3 separate regions of the Drosophila melanogaster genome follow, and regions 1 and 3 are each linked to region 2. A link is a contact called in public Hi-C and targeted proximity ligation data. All regions are on one chromosome and are shown on one strand. The core of a region is the stretch at or near the end of the contact, and the rest is flanking DNA. Distances in the headings are between cores, read along the strand shown. Region 1 holds the start of caup (caupolican). Region 2 holds the start of mirr (mirror). Region 3 holds the start of sowah (sosondowah).

The links. Hi-C and Micro-C count contacts between places; a contact is called where the count stands out from the background.
Region 1: a targeted proximity ligation map of the Kc167 cell line shows a contact between it and region 2, with 4 times the contacts expected there. A contact is called at or near these places in 44 of 107 Hi-C or Micro-C datasets (the Clone 8 cell line, the D17-c3 cell line, the Kc167 cell line and 17 more) and 3 of 7 datasets of targeted methods (the Kc167 cell line and the S2 cell line).
Region 3: a Hi-C map of the Kc167 cell line shows a contact between it and region 2, with 1.6 times the contacts expected there. A contact is called at or near these places in 11 of 107 Hi-C or Micro-C datasets (the Kc167 cell line, the OSC cell line, the S2 cell line and 5 more).

The regions. Positions count from the first base shown.
Region 1 is chr3L:12,608,213-12,610,941 of dm6, reverse strand. It overlaps caup (caupolican), which reads right to left and starts at 1,311. Exons shown (of 5, transcript NM_079322.3): 1 at 123-1,311. The coding sequence starts at 173.
Region 2 is chr3L:12,692,218-12,694,917 of dm6, reverse strand. It overlaps mirr (mirror), which reads right to left and starts at 1,279. Exons shown (of 5, transcript NM_079323.4): 1 at 565-1,279. The coding sequence starts at 606.
Region 3 is chr3L:12,571,155-12,573,975 of dm6, reverse strand. sowah (sosondowah) reads left to right here and starts at 1,434. Exons shown (of 12, transcript NM_168503.5): 1 at 1,434-1,664; 2 at 1,776-2,437. The coding sequence starts at 1,538.

The DNA of each region.
Region 1 (2,729 bases), core at 62-2,561, 84 kb after region 2:
AAAATTGTTGTCTGTGCTAAATAACCGTTTAAAACTTAAGTTAAGTTTGCTTACTAATCAATACAGACTTAAAAAAAACGGTTAACTGTTAATCTCTAAACAAACCACCGGCATAAACCCACCTGATTTGCCGTCGGGTAGCCAGCGTATCCAAACTGCGCATATGCAGCCATTGTCTCGCTGGCTGAGTTGGCCTAAAGAGCGGCGACACGCGAGTTCACTGTGCCGGGGCTTCACTGTGGGGCGTCCCTCGTTGTTTGCTTGTTGTTTTCTTATTTTTTTTTGCGATTGCGGATGCGGATGCTGGCGGAGCCCTCGAAAAAGGGGTGGCCAAGGATGTGGGGATGGTGTTGGGTGCTTAAGGGAGGTTCAAGTGGGTGGCCAGTGGGTGGTTGGGTTGGGTGGCTGGGCGGATTTGGCGTGCGTGCTCGACGGCTAAGCACTCTGGGCGCTTTTGTTGTTTGCTGGCTTGTTGGGTGTTGTGCTATTGTTGTTGTTGCTGCTGCTGGCTGGCCTTGTTGAAAATTGATAAAACAAATTGTCGATGTCGAGCAGTTCTGTTAATGTCGCCGGAGCCGGAAAATGTTTTGTTTGTTTTGTGTGACTTTGCTGTTTTATTTCGCTCGTCCGTTTTCATCCGTTTTAACTTGATTTTTATTGACTCTGTTTGACTCTTTGGCGGCCGGTTACCAAAATGGTTAAAAAAAGACACACACAGACGACAGCCGGGCAAAGCAAATTGGATTCAAGTGTTTGCCGCAAACAGATTTACAAATGTACGCGGCTCTTCAGTCTTCGGTCAAAAGAATGTGTCAGTTTGGTTTGCGAGTTTACCCACTGATTGGTATTTCAGTTTTTTCCACACTGTATCGAAATTTTTTAAAGTCAGCTTAGGAAACTTTTTGATATGTGATCCATAATAATAAACATAGTTTCGAATTTATGGCGAGTTTCTTTTGATATTTAACGAGACATTTCTAGAGAGGTTTGCCTGTCTTTTCGGGTCCCTTTTTTTCGTATTTACTTTTATCATAACTATTGCACGCACTTCATTATCTACGTCGGTTGCATCTGCCGATCCGATCCGCTGGCAATGCTCCAGTAAAAACGGGTTCCGTTCCAACCTGTCAGCGGTATCTCCACGGTGACGACGGCAGTGACTGCGACTCAATAACCGACTGTGACTTATCCGGTGACTGTAACTCGTTCGTCGGTACTTTCGTTTCGGCCTTTTTTCGAGTTTACTGGGCGACGCGGCGGAGATGCCAAGATGCGAAGATGCGCACCTATTCGCGTTTCGGAACAAACTGTTTTTCGGCCGCTCAGCGAGCAGCGCGGTTGCGTGTGACAGAGATGGCAGCAGCGATGTAAACGGGATGGCTGCAGGGCCGCGAGAGAGCCAGCCAGTTAGGAGCTCTCCCATTGGCCAGCGTTCCAATCAGACTGGCAGCCACGAGCAGCAGCCTTCTCGCTTGCACGTCTGTGAGTGGTCTGGTAACGAGTGAGAAGGGTAGACTCTCTGGGGCTGTTGTTGCTTTGTTCGTTGAGAACGCCCACCTCCAAGCACTGGAAAGTAAGTCGACGCTCTCTTTCTGCCGACCCCTCTCTGTCGACGTTGGAAGCGATTTCATGGCGGACCACGATCGAAAGGCTTCCCAATTGGATATTGTAGCCAAAGTTGGCTAAGAATTTTCCGATTTTGATAAAAAAGTACAATACAGAAATAATTGGAAAAACTAGAAAAGAGTTGCTGAAGATTTGCTATCATAATAACTGGTCAAAATACGTCTGGGCATACATTCGTGGGAAGAATTGGAACATTTTTCTACAATCTCAAAAAATCAAACATTAATTTAATTAATTAAATATAATGTTTAAGAAAATTTGCAGGCATATAAAGATATGTTTTTCAAGACGAGTGGGTATACAATCTCTTTAATATTGAGTAGTTTAGTGTTTTATTTGATCCGCTTCCAATTATTCTTTGAAATTTTAAAAGAGAATTTTCAATATTAAAATAACAAAAACATAAAACCTTTTTTATAAGCCCAGCTGAAATAAATATAATCTATGTCACATCAAACTACAAAAAATAACATACAGCAAACAAATATAAGCATGTTTTTATATTTTAATAAACATATTTGCTTTTCTATCTTGGCTCCCAATAAACAAAAAGTTTGATATTTTAATGTGCATTTAAATTTTGGGTGGTGTAAGGACTTGGAAAATCTAAAAAGTAATCAAATTAAATTATTTTAGAAGGTCTGCAAGTATATAAAGCCAAAATCTAATTTTATTTAAGAAAACTAATCCGTACGTTATTGGTAACATCAACAACATTTAATCATTACAGTGTGTGTGTGTTTTTTTAAAAATAGCTTGATATATGCATTGTACATTTCCCATAAAAGTGCTTAATGCTCCAATATCTCAAGGCCAAATCACGAAAATCGCAGCTAATTGGGACTAGCTAATCGTAACAAGATACCGAAATAGGAGAAAAAACAAACAAACAATCCGATTCCATTCGATCCAAGGAAGGGGGCGTGGCCGGTCCATTTGAGGGTCCTCGAGTCGAGTGCGTTCTAATTAATGGTATGTGGAGCGGGCGGGGTGGGGAGGGGAACTGAACGTTTTTGGGGAATTTTTGTAAAATGAGTATTTTGATGTTTTGGGGTGTTAACGCGCTGCCATTTATTATAAATGCGAGTGCATCTCAAAGTCAA
Region 2 (2,700 bases), core at 30-2,529:
GCTTTCGACTTTGCGCCACAAGTTGCTTTTACATACATATATGAAAATATATGAATATGCTCGAGTGTCGAGTGCAAGCGATTAAATTTTTGGAACAGGGATACCATATTAACTGGGGATCGTGTTACCACTGAGGGATTATTATGGCTAAAATCCTATTGGACACTCAAGTGTGACTGAGCACGATGTGCGGTGACCTTGCCAGCTTGGTTAACAACCAAAGAGACATTGATGCATAAGAGAGATTTTCCGAATTGGCAGACGGTTTTTCGCGTGTTGTTCGCCCAATGTAGCACACTTGTGGTCCTGACATTTTCAATCTGTTTTATTTTTAAATCCATGTCTTCCGTTTGCCAAATCAAAATGCTAAGGTATTCGAACCCAGAGTAATCCCACTGTTTCTGCTTTTATCTACATGTGTTGCACTGATTTGCCTCGTAGCTGAACGGGTTTTCAATCTAATTGCCACTATCCAAATGCCAGACAAGCTAAAATGCAGCGATTAACTGAACCATCTTACAAGTAATAAAAAATGGGGGAAAAAAAACAAATTGATATACGCACCATTACTAAACAGATACCGGTTTCATTACTGTGCACTGTCATTTAATATTAATTTTTGCTTTTAACTAAAACTATAAAGCAAATCTTAGAGTTACGATGCACCGATGGACTCGCGCACTGAACCGACGTATGTGTATTTAGATAGATTTATAATCCGAGTGAAGTGATTGTGATTGTGCGATCTGTGATCTTGTGATTGATCCGAACTAGTTTTTATGTTGATTTTGGATCCGGCTTGCGAGCTATTTCAGTGTTTACTTTCTTTGGGCTGTGTTTATTTTTTTTTGTTATTCGTTTCGTTGCACTGCGTTGCACTTGCCGACGGCTGCAAGGAGCTGGCCAACTCGAGTTAGCTGGCCAACACAGGCGCTACTGGGCACCGTAAATCCGTAAAATCCGACGGGCGGCTCGACGGGAATCGTTTATGTGAGTCGTTTAAATTTGTAGAATTGGTAGAATCGGTATTCGGGAGGAGCAGCTCTATCCGGAGGATGCGAAAACGAAGCACGAATGAACCAGAGGCGGCGGCAGCAAATAGTAGTATCTGGGTGTGAATCTGATTCTGTTTCTGAATCTGGGTACTGAATTTGAATCCAGCTCGCAGAACGACGGCGAGCGGCGGGCAGAGAGCACTATTATTCACACTGCGGCACTGGCACTGCGGCGGACACGAACGATACGAACAATCTGCGTAACAGTCAAAAGTAGACTAACATGAGTTTCTTGAGCAACTACAAAGTGTACGACAAATGGGAATTACACGACAACCGACAATCGAAAAACAGCGCAGCGCAACAACAAGAACAGGCCCACGCACCACCACATCGATACATAGCCCGCGCCGCGTTTGTATGTGTGAGCGAGAGAGCGCACAAACGGGTTTCTCCCCTTAATTTTTACTCGCACCTTCGCTGGTGTGCGTGCGCTCTCTTTGCTCTTTTTGAGAGCGGCCAAGTATCTGTGCGCTGGTGTGCGTGCGAAAAGTATCTGTGTGCGCTGGAAAAAGTAGCAAACGAGGCGGCACGACGACAACACGAACGGCAACAACGGCAATAATGATTATCATTATAAGTGGGCTGGCGCTCCGGCTGTGTGTGGCACTCAGGGGATTGGGATTGGAATCGGCATCGGAATCGGTATGCTACGGTAGATACCCCTCAACCCCCTACCGAAACGTAGCCACCAATCTCGCTGCAAGTGCGAGCGAGACGCAGCAAACCAGTTGGTTAGGTGGAGGGGTGGGGGCAACAAAAAAAGTATCTACCGCCTGTGTGACCATAAATAAAGTATCTGCCAGCTGCGGCCGGGCGAGAGCGGGATGGCTATAGCCGCTGCGCCGTTGGCCACGAATCGCAACCAAGCGGCAGCGACAGCGGTAGTATCGCAACTTGCTCGCGTTGGCTGTCGTCTTGCTGGCGTGCGAGCGAGATGGCATAGCAGCAGCAGCAGCAGCAGCGGCGACAAGAAGCAGCAGCAGCAGCAGCAACACCGAGAGCGGCAGAACATGAAAAAATTAACTTAACAACTAGAAAAATGGCTGTTATTGCGTGTTGTTGTAAATGCCGATGTATGTATTTGTAGGCGATGTTGTTGCTGTTGTTGTCGGCGATGATGTTGCTGCTGTTGTTGCTGCTGCTGTTGCTGTTGCAACGCTGCTACTTGCTGCTGCTGCCGCAGTTGCTGTTGCTGCTGCTGCTGCTGCCGTGGGTGTTGCTACGTGTAGTTGTTGCCATAAACAACGCAACAACAACAACAACAACAAGACGAATGTCGCGACGTATGAAAGCAAAGTGTTTACGCTCGCTTCTCGCTTTTCGCCGTTGATGAAAAAAGAAAAGCCTGATGAACATGAACGACGAGACTCGTGAAGAGGTTGGGCCAAACGCGATGGGTAATGTTTTATCATCCGCCTCTGCCGCAGTCGCTGCTACGGCCGTTCCCCTCCAGAAACCCCCTCCTCCCCCATTACCCCATCCCTTTGGCAACCAACCCCCTGCACCGCCCCTCTTGACCGCTTTGGCTCTTTGGCTGGATTGGTGGCATCTTTCGCGCTGCTCCAACAAAAAAAGAAAAAAAAAAAATCAGAAGAAAAAACGAGAAGAACAAAAATCGCCACCGCAGCTGCCGTCGCTGCTT
Region 3 (2,821 bases), core at 185-2,684, 120 kb after region 2:
GATAGTAAAGAAATACATAATCTTTTAATAAATTCCGAACTGAATTCCCTTTTACCTCAATCTTTATTTATTTGCATAAATATTTTTTAGTAGCATTTATTGTGTTTTAGCAAATTAGCAAGCAAATACCTTAAACAAACATGAGTTATATACTCTCGCTCGTGGCGAAACTCGACTTAATATGGAACCCCAAATAAAATGATAAATAAGGGTAATTTATTTGGGCACATTTATGAGGCGAGCAGGCTGCCAAAGATACATTTAGCCATTTAACCAACGGATAACGAATCCAAAGAGTGCGGGCATACAAATTAGTGCGCATCTGCGCCATCGAGGCATTCTGGAATTGAATCCTGTGACGGTGGTGGGAGGGGGCGGGTTTCGGAAAGGGAAGGAAAGGATATCCAGAGTACAACACGTCTTGACATTTGCATCTTGAAATGCAAGTGAAAGATACAATCCCAATCTGTGTATCCAGATGCGCCATTGTCACTGTCATCGGCTGTGGCTTCCTTTCGGCTAGAACTCTGCTCTGCGGATGATAAATGACGTCGATTCAACAAATTGGCCCACACATACATGGCCCAAAACCCGAACCCAGCCTCCCAGCCAAACCATTTTGGCCAATTGAGATGGAAATCAACTCGTTTTGTGCCCCACATACACGTACTGCATAGTTAACTCCCCGATTTCGATGGGGGATTGGGGCTACCTACTCCGCTCGATCCGCCCCTGAATTTACATTTGGCTGTGTCTCAGGAATTAATTCGGAACTGTTTTAATAATTCTTTGCATGCGGAAGATACTTCGAGCCAGATGGATTCAACTGAAGTTAAATTTTATGCAAATTAACTACCACTGTCTGATTTACAAGTTCGCATGCCGAAGGGAATTCAACATTGATTACGAGCCTTTCGTTTACCTTTTCGTACTTGGTTTAAAAACATTTATCATAATATTTGGCACACCAAAGCAAACTCATTGGTTTAAATTATATTACTCATTTCGAAAAAGTGTTTTTTAACTCACCTACGGCTACGGCTTGAAAATGTTTTAGAAGAAATAAAAAAGTATTTCGCGGGCATAAATTGTCCCAATTTCTTTTTTTAACTTTTTTATTTTTATCATTTTTATTTTATCATATATATTTATATGAATCACTTCATATATGGTGAGATTAAATGAGATTTGCATGCTGAACGGTATCGAAAGTAATTGTTATTTACCTAAATCAAGTAAAAGTGTTTAATCAATAGTTTTTATTATGTAATTTGAAGTGCGAAAAGTATATATTTGTTTCCTTGCTTTAATGTATTGTTTTTAAAATTATTAAAACTCGAAAAATCATTCCATGTTATGAGTTACACGCCAACCAGCCTTCTGTCAGCTAGCGAAATCAGCGAGCTTTTTTCCGCGAAGCATGAGGGCTGCAACATTCGCAGTGTGCACAGTGCCCTGGTCAAATGTTTTTGTTTGTTGTGTTTATTTTTTACTTATTTCGCGTTTAAAAGTGTTTTAAAGTGAGATTTAAAGTGCAATGGAGCTACCGAAGGAGTTATCCGTTGCGGAGATCCGTAATTACATGTTGGCAAACGAGTGCAAGGTGACAAATCACGCCTTGGTGAAGCACTTCAAGAAATTCCTAACTCACCCGCAGTCGCAAAGTGAGTCATTTGTGTTTGTCTTTCGAATTTGGGATTTGGGACCTGTTGAATGGCCAAGAAAACCCATATTGACTTGGTTTTCACATGGATGTTCCCAATGATTAATTGCAGATGAGGCTCGCAAGCGATTCAAGACCTATGTCACACTGCTGTCCACCATCAAGAACGAGAACAATCAGAAGTTTTTGATATTGCGCAAGAAATACGTAAACGAATGCCCCACGGATGAGGTTGTGGAGCGCGCGGTGGCCGCCGCATCTGGTATTCCGGAGCCCTCAAGTCCCGGCGGCGCATCTCTTAACTTTGACTCGCCCATGAGGCAGCCACCGCCATATAAACCGCCGCCCATGGTCACCTCTCCGCCAGCCGTTTCCATTGCCAAGGAGCACCAGGAGAATTACCAGGAGTGCGTGGACGAATTCACGGCTGCCATAAAGCGCATTGAGCCAGCACGCTTGGAGAGGCGAACGTCGGTCAAGTCCGAGGATCTGGATCAGCAGGAGAAGCCGGAGAAAACGTCTCGATCGAATTCCATCGATGTGATCGACAACAAGGAGAACATACCACGTTTCTCCTTCTCCTCGGAGGCCTCCTCGGCGTCCAGCACTTCCATTGAAAAGCCGGAGATGGCTGATCCCACAGCTCCCGCCGCCGTAGGCGATGTGGCCGAGAATCCCATCAGCGTGAAGGAGGCCACGCGCAAATTTAATCGGATGGCGTCTGAAGAAGAGGCTAAAATCATATCGCCGCCAGCTAAGAAGAAGCCAGAGAAGGTGAGTGCCACAGAACCGGTTAAGCCAGGGCATTAGCCATCATGCGGGCTCGGCTCGGGTGCGGGTGTCTTTCGGGCCCTTCCCTCCCAGCTTTGTTCCAATGCGTTCCATTTCCTGTGCGTCAGTGGGAAGATTCGCTACAAGACAATTCAAATATGCGACGTTTTTTGCACGGCTTAGTTGTGATTAATTATCACAGAGCTATGAAGGTTTTTATATGAGCTGTCCACTGTGGCAAAAATATCTGAAGACGTTGTTCCACTTAACCAGCTGCTTTTTTCAATCCATCATAGACTACACACTGTAATCAACTTTGTTGAATCATATTTGTTAATGTTCTATAATCTCACTCACGCCTTTGTTTAAACTAAAGAGGAACGATTT